Linked DNA regions of Capra hircus: region 2 is linked to region 1. The links are chromatin contacts, called in public Hi-C maps. All regions are on one chromosome and are shown on one strand. The core of a region is the stretch at or near the end of the contact, and the rest is flanking DNA. Distances in the headings are between cores, read along the strand shown. Region 1 has its middle 18 kb from the start of PLEKHG6. Region 2 overlaps VWF (von Willebrand factor).

Region 1 (7,416 bases), core at 2,449-4,948:
TCTCCCACATTGCAGGCAGACGCTTTAACCTCTGCACCACCAGGGAAGCCCTGAGCCATCAGGGAAGGTGGGGGCAATTGGGGATTCCTTATCCAATCCTTGACTTGGCTCAGCTTTGGAAAGTACTTCTTATTCTGAAGGGCTTCCCTGATAGCTCAGTTGGTAAAGAATCCGTCTGCAATGCAGGAGACCCTGGTTTGATTCCTGGGTTGGCCAGATCCCCTGGAGAAGAGAAAGTCTTCCCACTCCAGTATTCTGGCCTGGAGAATTGCATGAACTGTACGGTCCATAGGATCGCAAAGAGTCGGGCACAGCTGAGCAACTTTCATTTCACTTTCTCATTCTGATGCAGAATTACAAGTTGTGTGTGTGTATGTGTGTGTTAGTTTTCCATTTTATCAAAGTAGTTTAAAAATTCTCCTAATTATATGTTTTTAATTTCTTTTTCAGAGAAATCAAATATTGGGACATAGTAAAACTTTGATGAGGCAACTGTGCCAGAGTTTTAGCTTTAAGAAATCCTGATATTTTATGCCAATGTTCAGTTCAATTCAGTTCAGCCGCTCAGTCATGTCCAACTCTTTGCGACCCCACGAATCGCAGCATGCCAGGCCTCCCTGTCCATCACCAACTCTCAGAGTTTACTCAAACTTATGTCCATCAAGTCATCCAACTATGTCATCCTCTGCTGTCCCCTTCTCCTCCTGCCTTCAGTCTTTCCCAGCATCAGGGTCTTTGCAAATGAGTCAGCTCTTCGCATCAGGTGGCCAAAGTATTAGAGTTTCAACTTCAACATCAGTCCTTCCAATGAACATTCAGGACTGATTTCCTTTAGGATGGACTGGTTGGATCTCCTTGCAGTCCAAGAGACTCTCAAGAGTCTTCTCCAACACCACAGTTCAAAAGCATCAATTCTGCAGCACTCAGTTTTCTTTATATGCAATTGGAGAAATGCTCTTTATTGGTATTCTTATTTATTGTCATCCCACATTTCATGTTTTTTTTTTTTTTTTGGTTGTGAGGCATGTGGGATCTTAGCTCTCTGACCAGGGATCAAACCCATGCCCCCTTACATTGTAAAGCAAAGTATTAATCACTGGACCACCAGGGAAGACCCCACATTTCAAAAATTCATATAGTGAAAAGGAAGAAGTAAAACTTTTTATTTTCAGATGATATGGTCTTATTTATTAAAAAAAAAAATACCCTGAAGAATTGATTAAAAAAAACCCAAACGAAAAACAAAAACCCAATCCTGATTAGAGATAAGTAAGTTCAGCAAACCTGAGGGATGAAAGATCAATATAAACTTCAGTTTCATTTCTATTTGCCAGCAATGAGCAATCTGAAATTAAGAAAGCAATTCCATTTATAATAGCATCAAAAAGAATGAAACACTTGGGAATAATTTAACCAAATAAGTGCAAGTCTTATACACTCTGAAACATTGAAAGAAATTAAGGACTTTTAGACAAATCTAAGAACATCCTTGTTCATTGTTTAGAATATATAACATTGTTAAGATGGCAATGCTCACCAAATCAATCTACAGATTCAACGAAATCTCTGTTAATACCGCTTTTCTTTTCTTTTCTTTTTTCAGAAATAGACAGGCTAATCCTAAATTGCATACAAAATTGCAAGGAACCAGGAATAACCAGTAAAATCTTGAAAACAGAAGGACAAGGTTGAAGGACTCACACTTGCCCATTTTAAAACTTGTGACAAAGCTACAGTAATCAAGACAGTGTGAAATTAGCATAAGGACAGACATAGATGAATGGGACAGAATTGAGAGTCCGGAAACAAACTCATACATTTATGATCAATAAAGGTGCCAAGACGATTAAATGGGGGAAAGATTAGCTTTTTCAACAAAAAATGCTGGTAAAACTAGATATCCACATGCGAAAGAATGCATTTGAACCCTTCCTTCATACCAGAAACAAAACTTGACTCAAGGGACTTCCCTGGTGGCCCAGCGATTAAGACTTCACCTTCCAGCGCAGGGGAGCAGCTTCCATCCCCTGCTGGGGAGCTAAGAGCCCACACATCTTGAGGCCAGAAAACCAAAACACAAAAAAGAAACAGTATTGTATATAATAGATTCAATAAAGACTTTAAAATGGTCTACATTACAAAAAAATCTTTAAAAAAAAGAACTGAACTCAAAAGAGATCAAAGACCTAAATGTAAGAGCTAAAACTAGAAAACTTTAGAAGAAAACATATGAAAGTTTGTGCGACCTTTGATTAGGCAATGGATTCTTAGAAACGAGAACAAAAACACAAGCAATCAAGGAGGAAAATATACAAATCAGTTGGACCTCATCAAAAATAAAACTTTTGCAGTCAAAGAACACAAACAAGAACATGAAAATACAGTTCACAGAATGGGAGAAAATATTTGCAAATCATATATAAGATAGGGAGCTAGTGTCCAGACTATGAAAAGAACTCTTACAACTCAATATTAAAAAGATCACCTTGTTAAAAAATTGGGCAAAGGGTATGAATAGGTATTTCTCCAAAGAAGGTAAACAAATGGCCAAAAATCACATGGAAAGATGTTTTTAACATTATTAGTTACTGGGGAAATGTAAATCAAAATGATAATGAGATGCTACTTCACATCCACTAGGATAGTTATAATAATTATAATATAATTATAATTTATAATATATAATTATAATACAACAGCATCGACAAGTGTTGGTGAGAATGTAGAGAAAGTAGAATCCTCATACATCGCTCCTGGGAGTGTAAAATATTTCAGCTGCTGTGGGAAGCAGTTTGGCAGTTCCTCAAAAGGTAAAATACAGAATTACCATCTGACTCAGCAATTTCATTCACGTACACTTGAGAAAATTGAAAATATTCATTCACACACATGCTCGTGCATGAATGTTCACAGCAGGATTATTCAAAATAGCCCCAAAGCAGAAACAATCCAATGTCCATCTACCGATGAATAAATAAGCAAAATGGGGTCTATCCATACAGCAGAATATTATTCAGCTGTAAAGAGGAGTCAGGTACTATTACGTGCCACAACATGGATGAACTTTGAGAATATGGTGCTGAGTGAAGGAAATCAGAGAGAAAAGACCACCTAGTGTAAGAAGCCATTTATATGGAAATATCCAGAACAGGCAAAGCCATAGACGACAGGAAGTAGATTAGCAGTTGCCAGTGGTTGGGGGAAGAAGAGAATTTAAGACTAACAGCTAATAGGTATGGGGTTTCTTTTTAGGGTGATAGGAATGTTCTGGAAATTAGATAGCACTGATGGTTGTACAACAGAGTGAATATACTAAAAATATACACTTTAAAATGGTGAATTTGGGGACTTACCTGGTGGTCCAGGGGTTAGGAGTCCACACTTCTATTGCAGGAAGCAAGAGTTTGATCCCTGGTCAGGGAACTAAGACCCTGTATGCCATGCGGTGTGGCCAAAAAAAAAAACACCTAAATTAAAAAAAAGTGAATTTTATGCTATGTGAATTGTATCTCAGTAAAAATGCTAAAACAAAACAGAACTGATGTGAACTCCTCTGCCCTCCAGCATCTATGTACTTTCCCAGGGCTTGGCAGAAGGAAGCAGGTTCCTGTACTTCTATTTCTATGACCATGTTGAAAAGAATGTAGCCTTCGTGACTGCAGTTTGACTCACGATGAAAATGTTTTCTATTTCCTCCAACACTGAATTAGGTTCAGGACACATGTTGAGGACTGTCAATGGTTCTCTGAATTCAGCAGTGTTCAAACCAACATTCATGTAATGATAACAATAACTCACCTTTATTGAGTACTTCCTTAATTTTTTAACTGCTGGGTGTTGACCTCTGTGGCAGCATGCGGGGTCTTCAGTTGTGACATGCGAACTCTTAGTGGCAGCATGTGGGATCTAGTTCCTTAAATAGGGATTGAACCCAGGCCCCCTGCACTGGGAGCCCGGAGTCTTAGCCACTGCACCACCAGGGAAGTCCCCATTGAGTGTTTTCGATATGCCAGGCATTGCTTTCTGTGTAGTTCTTCGCTAATCTTAACCACCTCTATAGGAAACAGGCATTATTATTACTGTTAACAGCATCATTCCCACTTTTCAGAGGGAGAAACTGAAACAGGGTCGGAAAATCTCCTTTGTTAGAATTCCAAGGTATCTTTTTCATTTACCAAATAACCTCTAATAAAACATTTTCCTCTGGCAGTAGAACATTTTAGAGAGAAGCAGAACAAAAATTCGGTGACTGCTTTGCCATCATCTATGTTTTCCCCTTTCTAAAAGCTATTGCATAGTCTGGATATGAAACTTTTCACCTGGAGACTTGAATGTTGGCATCTGCACCTAACGGCGATTGCTCATGAACTCGGCGTGCCATTGTTCTAGGACATCCTGCAGTGGCATTTCATCAAACTGCTTTCTTGCCAAGTGTTTATATCACTAGCTCCACAGCTGGTTCGTCTGTATTTTCTGTTGTGTCTTTTCTGTTCTGTTGCTCTGAAGAGTGAGGGCAACTAGAAGTGATATGCCTATTTGGGGGCCTTTTTGGGGGCCTTTTGGGGGGCCTATTTGGGGGCCTTTTTCCATCTCTACCAAGAAATTAGATTTTTATCCTGGGAAATGCTATATTGGGCTTATTCTGGAAAAAAAAAATCAGTAGGCTTTAACCTGTGACCAGTACGCAGGTTTTGATGACTTTGAGCCTTGATTTGACATTTTAGAGTTGATAATGCACTGGGGACGGGGTGAATCGTCAACAAAACCCAGCTTCTGGGACTTCCTCGGTGGTCCAGTGGTTAAGACTCCATGCTTCCATTCCAGGCTTCCACTGGTTTGGTTCCTGGTCAGGGAACCAAGATCCCACATGCCACATAGTGTGGCCAAAAAAAAAGACTCCCAAACCCTCCAGTTTCCAGCTAATGTTTATGGTATTTCCTATTTGCAGTTTCTCTTTTTCTTATTGTGTGAAATAATCACTCATATTTTCCTTCATCGCAGCCCCTTTGGACATATTATACCCCACTGAATGCTGCTCACACTTTATGGATGGCATTGTTCTGAGTTGTCAGATCCCTATTACTACCCTCATCGCCGCTTTTATGAGTCAAGGAAGCACTTTTGAGGCATTGATGATATTTTTCTAATTTGGGGCTATAACAGCAGGGCAGTAGAGACGTATAAGGCACATTCTACAAGGTAAACAAAACTGTGCATAGGAAAGAAAAATGATTTGCCAGTGTCAACTACTCCCATTGACGAAATATTTAAGAACATGAAATATTTAAGATTGTAATAACTATTAACATAATGAGACGCAGTGATAGCTGTAATCAATGCCACATTTCAAATTCGTGAAAAGTGGCGAACTAGGGTGCTTATTCGGAGAAGGCAATGGCACCCACTCCATAGGAGTCGGACACGACTGAGCGACTTCACTTTGACTTTTCACTTTTATGCACTGGAGAAGGAAATGGCAACCCACTCCAGCGTTCTTGCCTGGAGAATCCCAGGGACGGGGGAGCCTGGTGGGCTGCTGTCTATGGGGTCGCACAGAGTCGGACCGACTGAAGCGACTTAGCAGCAGCAGCAGCAGCAGGGTGCTTATTGGGCTTCCCAGGTGGTGCTAGCGGTAAAGAACCCGCCTGCCAATTCAGCAGACTTGAGACACAGGTTCAGTCCCTGGGTTGGGGAGATCCCCTGGAGGAGGGCACAGCAACCCACTCCAGTATCCTTGCCTGGAGAATCCCATGGACAGAGGAGCCTGGAGGACTGCAGTCCATGGGGTCGCAAAGAGTCGGAGACGACAGAAGCGACTTAGCACGCACGCAGGGTGCTGATTACCCCTTCCCCTAAAACTACCCTCAGTCTACCTGTGGGCTCAGTGATACAATTTGCCTTGGAAACATTTCAAAGGGACAAGATATTTTAAATTCCTCAGAGATAGGCTGTGGGGAAGATGACAGAACAAAGTAGACAAAGGCCATCCGAGGTGCTGAGAGAGCCTGGTAGCCTGGACTCGGAATCTTGAAATTCTCCCCCTTGGCCTGGGAATCCTACGCAACCGTTCTATGTCACCACCAGAGGGCGCTGTAAAACTAGAGATGGCAGCCTTGAACCCGCTGAGTCGCTTTAGTCATTCCCAGGCGTTATTGATCTTTTTAAACTTTCTTTCTTTCTTTCTTTTTTTTTTTTTAAGACAAAATCTTTCATGAAACGGTTAGATGTTCTTTCATTTTGTTCTTTTCTTTCACAGTTCATCCCACAGCCAGCTTAAATCCCTTGACTATCCAAAGATGAGTTATGGCTGTACTGGGTCGCCGTTACTGCAAGGGCGTTTCTCTAGTTGCAGCAAGCGGGGACTAATCTAGCTGCAGTGGCTTCTCTTGCTGCGGAGCACCGGCTCTAGAGCACAGGTTCAGCAGTTGCGGTGCACGGCTCAGTTGCTCTGTGGCGTGTGGGATCCTCTGGGATCAGGGATCAAACCCCTGTCCCTTGCATTGGCAGGTGGATTCTTTAGCACTGAGCCACCGGGGAAGCCCCTGCCCCAGGCACTCTTGACAGCCAACTTCTAGCCTTGTTTTTCTCCCTTATCCTTAGGGCTCTTAACCTGGTGACTCTGGTCAGTCCTCAAATTATCAGTGACCATCCAATATTTATGTGTAAAAGATGTGTGCCTGTGTTTAGCTTCATTATTGTATCTAGAGGGAAGGTTTTTTTTTTTTAAAGCTGTTCTAGGTATTAGTTGCCACTCTTGGGATCTAGTGCCCCGACTAGATGGAACCCAGGTCCCACTGTATTGGCTCAGAGAGTCTTATTACTCACTGGACCATCAGGGAGGTACCTAGAGGTAGGTTTTATAGGTTTTAATCAAACTCTCAAAGGGATTTGTGACCTTCCCATCCTCCCAAAGCAATAGCATTTCCTTGAGAGTATAGAATGCAATGATGTTAGGTACTGTTGACATCTATCAGTAGTAAGCACTTGTTATATGTAACGTAACCGAGGCTAAGTACATGTTCAGTCGTGTCTGGCTCTCTGTGGTCCCATGAACTGTAGCCTAATAGGCTTCTCTGTTCATGGGGTATTCCAGACAAGAATACTGGAGCAGGTTGCCATATCCTCCTTCAGGGGATCTTCCCAACCCAGGGATTGAACCTGCATCTTCTACATTGCAGGTGGATTCTTTACCCCTCAGCCATTGGGGAAACCCAACATAACATAACAATCTCTAAAATTTCCTTGCAAAATATCCCCATTTTTCAGAAAACCAGAAAAAAAAAGACTTACAAAACCCCCTGAAGTTCAAAGAGATGAAAGTACTTTGCCTCCTATCACACAATTAATAAATGGTGAAGCTGAATTTAATTCCAGGAATGGTTGCCTTGAACTGTACTGTTGCTACACTGAGAAATA
Region 2 (7,416 bases), core at 1,439-3,938, 190 kb after region 1:
GGGAGTGGAGTTTTAGCCACTGGACCGCCAGGGAAGTCTCTGATTAAGGGTTTTAATGGAGGTCTGGGGGCTACTTGCCCTCCCCCTGACTTCCAAGGGCAGGGCCACACCTGGAGACCCCAAGTTGGGGTCCCACCCCATGCCCGCTGTGCCTTTCAGTGCAGATATAGGCATGAGGTGGTAGTCAGGGGCTGATAAGCCTGGTCTTTGACAGGTGGGCAGCTGGCACCCCCCCGCCCTCCGCCTTAGGCCTTTGGGGACTCCTGACTGTGTGACAGGGCCCAGCATCAGCCCCTGGAGATGGAGCTGGCTGTAGGGCCCACTTAGGGGGAACTTGGGGTGCAGAGCAGATCCGTGCCATGGAGGATGAGTCTTTGCTGTTTGCAGGCTGGGGGTGACAGGGCCGGGAAGAAGGGCTCCCACTTTGTGGAACAGCCATGGCTTGTGTCCCTGGTTATTTGTCTGTAGAGGGGAAGGTGGAGAGGGGACGCGGAGAGGGGCGCTGGGAAGGACTCCAGATACTGCTTGGGCTTCAGTGGGGCCATTGTGGGCCCCAAGATGGGGATGCCCTGAGTGGGGTGGGGCCAGCAGGCATCACTGGAGATGATGGCAGAGACCCCTTGCCCCCCACAGATGGTCTGTGGTCCAGGGTGTGTTGGGCCTGCACCATGGGCTGATTCGGGGCCTGGGAGGACAGAATAGCGGTTGGATCTGGGGCAAGTCGAGGGCTGGGGCTGCAGGGTGATGCTGGGGAGTCCTCGCTGCCAACCCCAGCTGTGTCAGCCTGCCTGGGGAGCTGGCTTGGGCGGTGGTGAGATAGTGGGCAGATGGTGTCCTGGGCCCCCACTGGCCCCGCCGAAGTCCCAGCAGGGATTTGCCCATGAAGAAGCCTGAGAACTGCCCCTCGGCTGGGCAGGGGGTGAGGACAGCATCCCGGCCCCTGGACTGCTGGCCCCATCACTGTTCTGGGCTGGCTTTCTGCCTTCTCGCCCTCAGGGACTCTCCTGGTTGGGGGGAGCCCCCATAATAACAGTGCAGAGAAAGGCTTCTGACCCCAGCAGAGCAGAACCCAGGGAGGCAGTGGGGAGGGCTGGGAGCCAGAGTGAGCCCAGAGCCCAGAGCTGGAGCTCACCCTGGCTTCTGACCCAGCGTCACCACCCAGCGTCACCACCCCCCGCAGCCCAGCCCCCTGGGTGTGACTTCACACCCTGAGGCTCAGGACTGACCCACTGGGCCTTGACCTCCCATGGCCAGAGGAGTGGGGCCTGAGTAGAGTCCTCCTGTGGGGCCCCTCTCTAGACCGTGGTGGGGAGAAACCCAGGAAGTGCCCCCCACTGGGACACCCCCAGGGGACCCACTGGGACACCCCTCTCCCCTCCCCCTGTCCCGCAGGGAACCCACTGGGATACCTACTCCCCCCTCCCCCTGTCCCCCCAGGAGAGTGTCTCATCACAGGACAATCCCACTTCAAGAGCTTTGACGACAGGCACTTCACCTTCAGCGGGGTCTGCCAGTACCTGCTGGCCCAGGACTGCCAGGACCACTCCTTCTCCGTCGTCATAGAGACTGTTCAGGTGAGCCCGCCAGGCAGCCCTGGGGTGCCCACGGGGATGAGGGCCAAGGTGACTCCATGTGTACTTCTTTCTTCTGGACCACCCAGCAAAGAGGAGGACAGACAGGGCGCCCAGGGCTCCTTGAGGATCCGGGTCCCTGATTCCCTTTGGGCCTAGAGTCTTGAGGAGAGAGTGGTTCCGAGTGAGCGAAGCTGAGGCTGCCTGGTTGGGGTCTTTCCCTGAGTGCATGGGCTGGGGGCTGGGCTGGGGGTGGTGGTGACACCCCTCTGCACGCCCCTCCTGGCAGTGTGCCGACGACCCTGATGCGGTCTGCACCCGCTCCGTCACCGTCCGCCTGCCCAGCCCGCACCACGGCCTCCTGAAGCTGAAGCACGGGGGTGGAGTTGCCCTGGATGGCCAGGACGTCCAGATTCCCCTCCTGCAAGGTGGGCGCCCTCCTCCCCTGGAGGCCCCCACCCAGCTCGCCCTCAGCACCCCCACCCCTCACTGCCGCCTCTTCTGTGAGACTGTGAGGGAGTGCTATTGTTGGAGGACAGGCTGGTGTCTGAATTTATGCTGCAAGAAAGGAAGGCTTCCTGGAGGAGGATGAGCTGAATGATGGTGGGGTGGCTGGTGATGGGTCAGACCCCAAGACATCATGGGGCAAAGCCAGGTGACCCTGTGACCTCTGGGGAAAGCTCCCTGCTCAGTCAGTGACTTTGCCAGGCGGCAATGCACCATTACCCACAGCATGATTCCAACCTTCACTCTCAAAGGGGCTCCCGTACCCTGCCCCTCTTCCTTATGACCACTGGCCACCTCACGGCTCAGCATCCCCCTGTTGCACAGAGTGGGTGAACTTGGGCCAGTGGGTCCACAGCTTGTCTGTGTGTGCTTAATGCTGTGTGTCTCCCATGAGATCCTATGTTCTCTAGGATAAGAGGTGTGCCTCTTACGTCGTCTCTAGAGAAAACCTCAGGTTTAGCTTTGCTCACAGCATTGCTCAGCGGTGAGAACTGGGTTACTCAGCCTGGAAGCATGTGCCACAGCCCAGGGAATGATAAAGGGGTTAGAAGAGGTTCAGTGAAAAACCCGTCCCGGCTCAGGGCATGTGTATAAGCTGAGGATGCAGGAGCCTCTACTGCCCCCTCGTGGCAGTGTGGGAAATGGCAGGCTACTGGAGCGACGCAGAGGCACCTCCTTCTACGTGGAGCCCAGTTTGCGCTGCACCCACCCTGATCCACCTTTCCTCTGAGACCCTCTGTAAGCCTCATGGCCACCACCAGCTGCCCTCTAATTGACTGCTTTCATTGCCACAGTGCTCTGTGACAAAGCCCACCTCTCTCTACAGCCCATCTGCCTGCTGCCCTCTGCCCTGGCCATACCCCAAGCCTGAATCCCGACCTTGCTTGGTTCCAGGTGACCTCCGGATCCAGCACACTGTGACGGCCTCCCTGCACCTCAGCTTCGGGGAGGACCTGCAGATAGACTGGGACGGCCGCGGGAGGCTGCTGCTGAAGGTAGGCGCCCTCCTGGCAGCCGGACCGCGCACAAAGCCCCTGTTGTGCTCTGATGGGAGAGCTCGAGGGCTGGAGGGGAATTCCTTTCTCTCCCTACTCGCCCTGAGCCCCCAGAGTGAGGAACAGACCTCTCTTGTGTGTGAGAGGCTGGTGATTGCTGTCTGGATGCCCCTTGTTCACCCCAGGAGTTCCTGGGTGCTGGGCTCTGGTCCTCTGAGGGTTTTCAGCCTGGGTGGGCTCCCTGCAGGGCTGCGTTGGGGGCGGTGGTGGGCAGCTGGTTTACTGCTAAGGCTCCTAACTGCAACAAGGGTTGTGATCAGAGGGTGTTCCCTGGGGTGCCTGCTGTGGGACTCACAGCGAAGACCTGGGTCATGTACCCACTACCTGTGAAGGATTGTTCTGGAAGCTGCCAGATCCAAACCCTCTCACCCCCATCCAGAGGCTTGGCAGCCTGGGGGTCACTTCCAACTGCTCTCTGTGTTCTTAGAGTCACTCTTGGATAGGGATCTGTATATTTCACAGGGCTGACTTCCAGATCCGTTTTTTCCTGGGGAAATTTCCCCAGAAGGTACTGTCACTGCTTTTTCATAAACAAAGCAAGCAAGACTTACGGGAGCCAGGAGATGTGCCCAGGACTGCAACCCCAATCAGCTGCCTGGGCAGGGTCTCCACCACTAGACCTGTGCTTCTCACTTGGACGTCTTAGATGCCTTTGCACTCTTAAATTTTACCGAAGGTGCTGAGATCTGCTAAGGGGTTGTATCTATTGATGTATTCTATTGCTTCCCTCGTGGCTCACAAAGTAAAGAACCGGCCTGCCAGGTGAGAGACCTGGGTTCGATCCCTGGTTAGGGAAGATCCCCTGGAGAAGGAAATGACAACCCACTCCAGTATTCTTGCCTGGGAAATCCCATGGATAGAGGAGCCCATGGATAGAACTGCAGTCCATGGGGTCGCAGAGTCAGACACGACTGAACAATGAACACTTTCACTTATCTAGTGATATTTACCAGATTAGAAATTAAATCAGAGACCCTTGTTAGTTCGTTAAAAAATACCAATAGTGAAGTCGCTACATATTAATGTAAAGATGAAAAAATCTGTTTTCCAAAACAAAGTTAAGGAGTGAGAATACCAATGTTTTATGTGTCTGCAAATTTCTTTACTGGCTGTCTTGACAGAAGACAGTTGGAATCCTGTTGACCTCTGCAGTGCTATGTGTCACGTAGGCCCTGAAAACCTCCACTGCACTCACAGAGAACGAGAGGGAAAAAGTCGTGGGAAAATAGTTTTGGCCACATAGACCTCTTAAAAGGGCCTCCAGGACCACCCCATCCCACAGGTCCCAAGACCACACTTCGAGAACCCTTGTCCTGGATATATTAAAATCCCTGGAGGATCCCCCTTTTCATCTGGGGTCCCAGTGTTCCCCAGGCCTCTGTATGATCCTGTGATGGGCATCTGGGGTGTCCCTGAGGACATCCTGGTGCCCTCCATCCTTGTGATGTCATATTCTTTCTCTTCAAGTCCCTGGGAGAGTTCCAAATCAACACCTTTTTTTTTTCCCTTTTATAAGAAAATAAAGCTTTGACCACTAAGATTATAGGGCATGAAAATCTTGAGACTTCCCTAGTGGTCCTGTGGCTAAAACTCTGTGCTCCCAATACAGGAGGCCCAGGTTCAATCCCTGGTCAGGGAACTAGATCCCACATGCTACAGATGAGACCTGGAGCAGCCAAATAAATAAATAATAAATCAGTAAAGGGCTTCCATGGTGGTTCAGTAGTAAAAAGTAAGTAGTAAAGAATCTGCCTGCCGATGAGGGAGACGCAAGGGACATTGGTTCGATCCCTGGGTTGGGAAGGTCCCCTCGAGTAGGAAATGGCATCCCACTCCAGTATTCTTGCCTGGAGAATCCCGTGGACAGAGGAGCCTGGCAGGCTGCAGTCAATGGGGTCACCAAGAGTTGGGTATGATTGAGTGATGGCACACACATAGAGAAATAGATAAAAAATAAAAGTTGCCTTCACCCAACAACTTAAAAAAGAAGAACATGAAAATCTTAGAGATCTTATCAAACCCTCAGGTACAGTTGGAAATAAAGCTACGCTCATTTCTGGAGCAGGACAGTGACTCACAGTCATTTGGTTACAGAGTGAGCAGAACTCAGGTCTCCCACACCCCGGTCATCAAGGCAGGCAGCCCCGTTAACTCCCCCGCTTTCTCAGGCACTTCCCTCCGCACAGGGAGGGTGCTCTTGATCTGCGAGGCGCCCCCCAACCCGCTTCAGCAGGCCCATGGCGCCTGGTCTTGGGCAGCTGACCTCCTCCCCGCAAGCTCCTCTGCCTTCTGTCTCCTCTGAGGAGAGAAGGCGGACTTGCTTCTGTGGGGAGGGGGTGCAGGGTTATCTCTGGGGCCGGGCTTGGTGGGTTTGACAAAAGAGAAGGGGCCTTCACTGGTCAAGACTACAGGCAGGTGACCAGCCTGGGGAACGTCCTCGGTGTTTTGGTGTGTGTGAGGGAGCGTGTTCCTATGCTGACCCCGGGTTTGTGGGGACCGCTGAGTGGAGGGCACCGGCTGGTGTCAGGACACCTTGGAGCGGCGGCTGGGGACCCCCACTCCCTACCAAGGCAGTGGGATGAGGTGGGGCGAAAGAGAAGCTGCCAGTGGCTCCCTGGGTGCGGTGTGAATCCTGCCATCCAGGCAGCGGGGCCGTGCCAGCTGTGAGGCAGGCCCAGCTCGGCCTTAGAGCGGAGGATAAAGGGTTCTGACAGTTTTCACTTGGTCAGAAGTGCCTCTGAGGTTTATTCCAAACAGCAAATAGCCGGCGCATTCTCCCCAAGTCCCCGATCCTGGACAGTGCAGGCCTGGCTTCCACGGACGTGTCCACCCTCCTAACCCTTTGCTGAGCCAGCCTCCAAGACTAGCCCCAGGGACAGAAGGAGATAGTCGTAGAGAGCGGTGGATGGTGGAGAAGGCAGGCCTGGTGGGTGAACAGGGGGAGCTTGAGGGCCTGGGGGCCTGGGAACCAGGAGGGAAGAGAGACGGTGCTGGGATGTGGGCGAGGGGACAGGCGCCTCCCCAGCTTCGCCGGGGCTGGCGTCCAGAGGAGCGCCTGGCTCACTCACAAATCTGTCCAGACACTGTCCAGCCATTCACTCACTGAGCACACCACCGAGGTTGCAGCAGTGACATGAAACAGACCCGAATCCTGGCTTCGTTTAGTTTAAATTCTAATGGAGGGGAATGGACAATAAGCAGAACCGACAAGGAAACTGTCTCACGTTGGGAGGTGATACATCCAGGGGGAGGAGAGATACAGCAGAGGAGCGCCAGGGAGTGCCGGGGTGGGGGGTTGGGGGGGGGAGGACCAACATGTTCAGTGGGAGGTCAGGGAAGGGCGGCTGCCTGACGTGCCAACGCTTGCTGTTTGCCAAGCAAACAAGGAAACGTTACTCCATCTTCCTTTTTCTGAACGATATTAACTTGGGTCCATTATACATATGTATGTGTCCGAAACCCTCATGAGATTGTTCATCCTGAGTCTTGTCGAGTTGGAGCTGGAAGCTGGAAGGGGCTCCAAGAGATGACCCTGCAGAGCCAGCCTGTCTGGGTGTCAGAACACAGGAGGTCCTGAAGCCACAATTGAACTCTGGGGCTTCCAGGTGGCTCTGGTGGTAAAGAACCCTCCTGGCATTGCAGGAGACATAAGGGACTCGGGTTCAATCCCTGGGGCGGGAAGATCCCCTGGAGGAGGGCATGGCAGCTCACGCCAGTATTCTTGCCTGAAGAATCCCATGGACAGAGGAGTCCGGCGGGCTGCAGTCCGTGGGGTCACAAAGATTCAGACATGACCGAAGCGACTTAGCATTCATGCAAATTGCAGAGCAGGGGTCGGGGCCACCAGTGGGTCGAGGCCTCTGCTCCAGTTTGAACTAAGACCCCCCCCAAAAGAGATGGGCAGATGACTCCAGCTGTACCATGGACCCCCACGTCACCCGTGAACGCACACCCCAGGCTCAGAAGCATCGAGAATGAGCACATGCCAGTGGCCTGTGCCCCTCCTGGTCCCCTCGCAGGCCGCCCCTGGGTCCTCACTGATCCCCACCGCCCACCTCTTTGGATCATGACCACAACCCCTGGGGTCGTCTTGGACTCATGGCCTTTTTTCCTCAAAGATGCCCAGTGACTTGAGTTAAAATCTAGACGCTAGGAAAGAGTTTTTTTTTTTTTTTGGTCACTCAGTGTATGTTCTGAGAAAACGTGGGCCATAAACGCTCAGCCTGCTTCTCTCACGTGTGTGACAGAGATAAGTGTGCAAGAAAGAGGGGGGCCAGCTTTGC

Evidence for each region. Hi-C and Micro-C count contacts between places; a contact is called where the count stands out from the background.
Region 2: a Hi-C map of blood shows a contact between it and region 1, with 10 times the contacts expected there. The contact joins two enhancer-like sites. A contact is called at or near these places in 2 of 5 Hi-C or Micro-C datasets (both in blood).

The regions. Positions count from the first base shown.
Region 1 is chr5:102,988,138-102,995,553 of ARS1.2, forward strand. No RefSeq gene overlaps it. Among named protein-coding and RNA genes, the nearest start is that of PLEKHG6, 18 kb to the left of the region's middle. Within about 2 kb of position 3,699, at least 2 of the 5 cell types and tissues checked have an H3K27ac peak or open chromatin away from gene starts, as enhancers often do.
Region 2 is chr5:103,174,648-103,182,063 of ARS1.2, forward strand. VWF (von Willebrand factor) reads left to right here. Exons shown (of 53, transcript XM_018048607.1): 12 at 1,438-1,574; 13 at 1,861-1,999; 14 at 2,973-3,073. Among named protein-coding and RNA genes, the nearest start is that of VWF, 68 kb to the left of the region's middle. Within about 2 kb of position 2,689, at least 4 of the 5 cell types and tissues checked have an H3K27ac peak or open chromatin away from gene starts, as enhancers often do.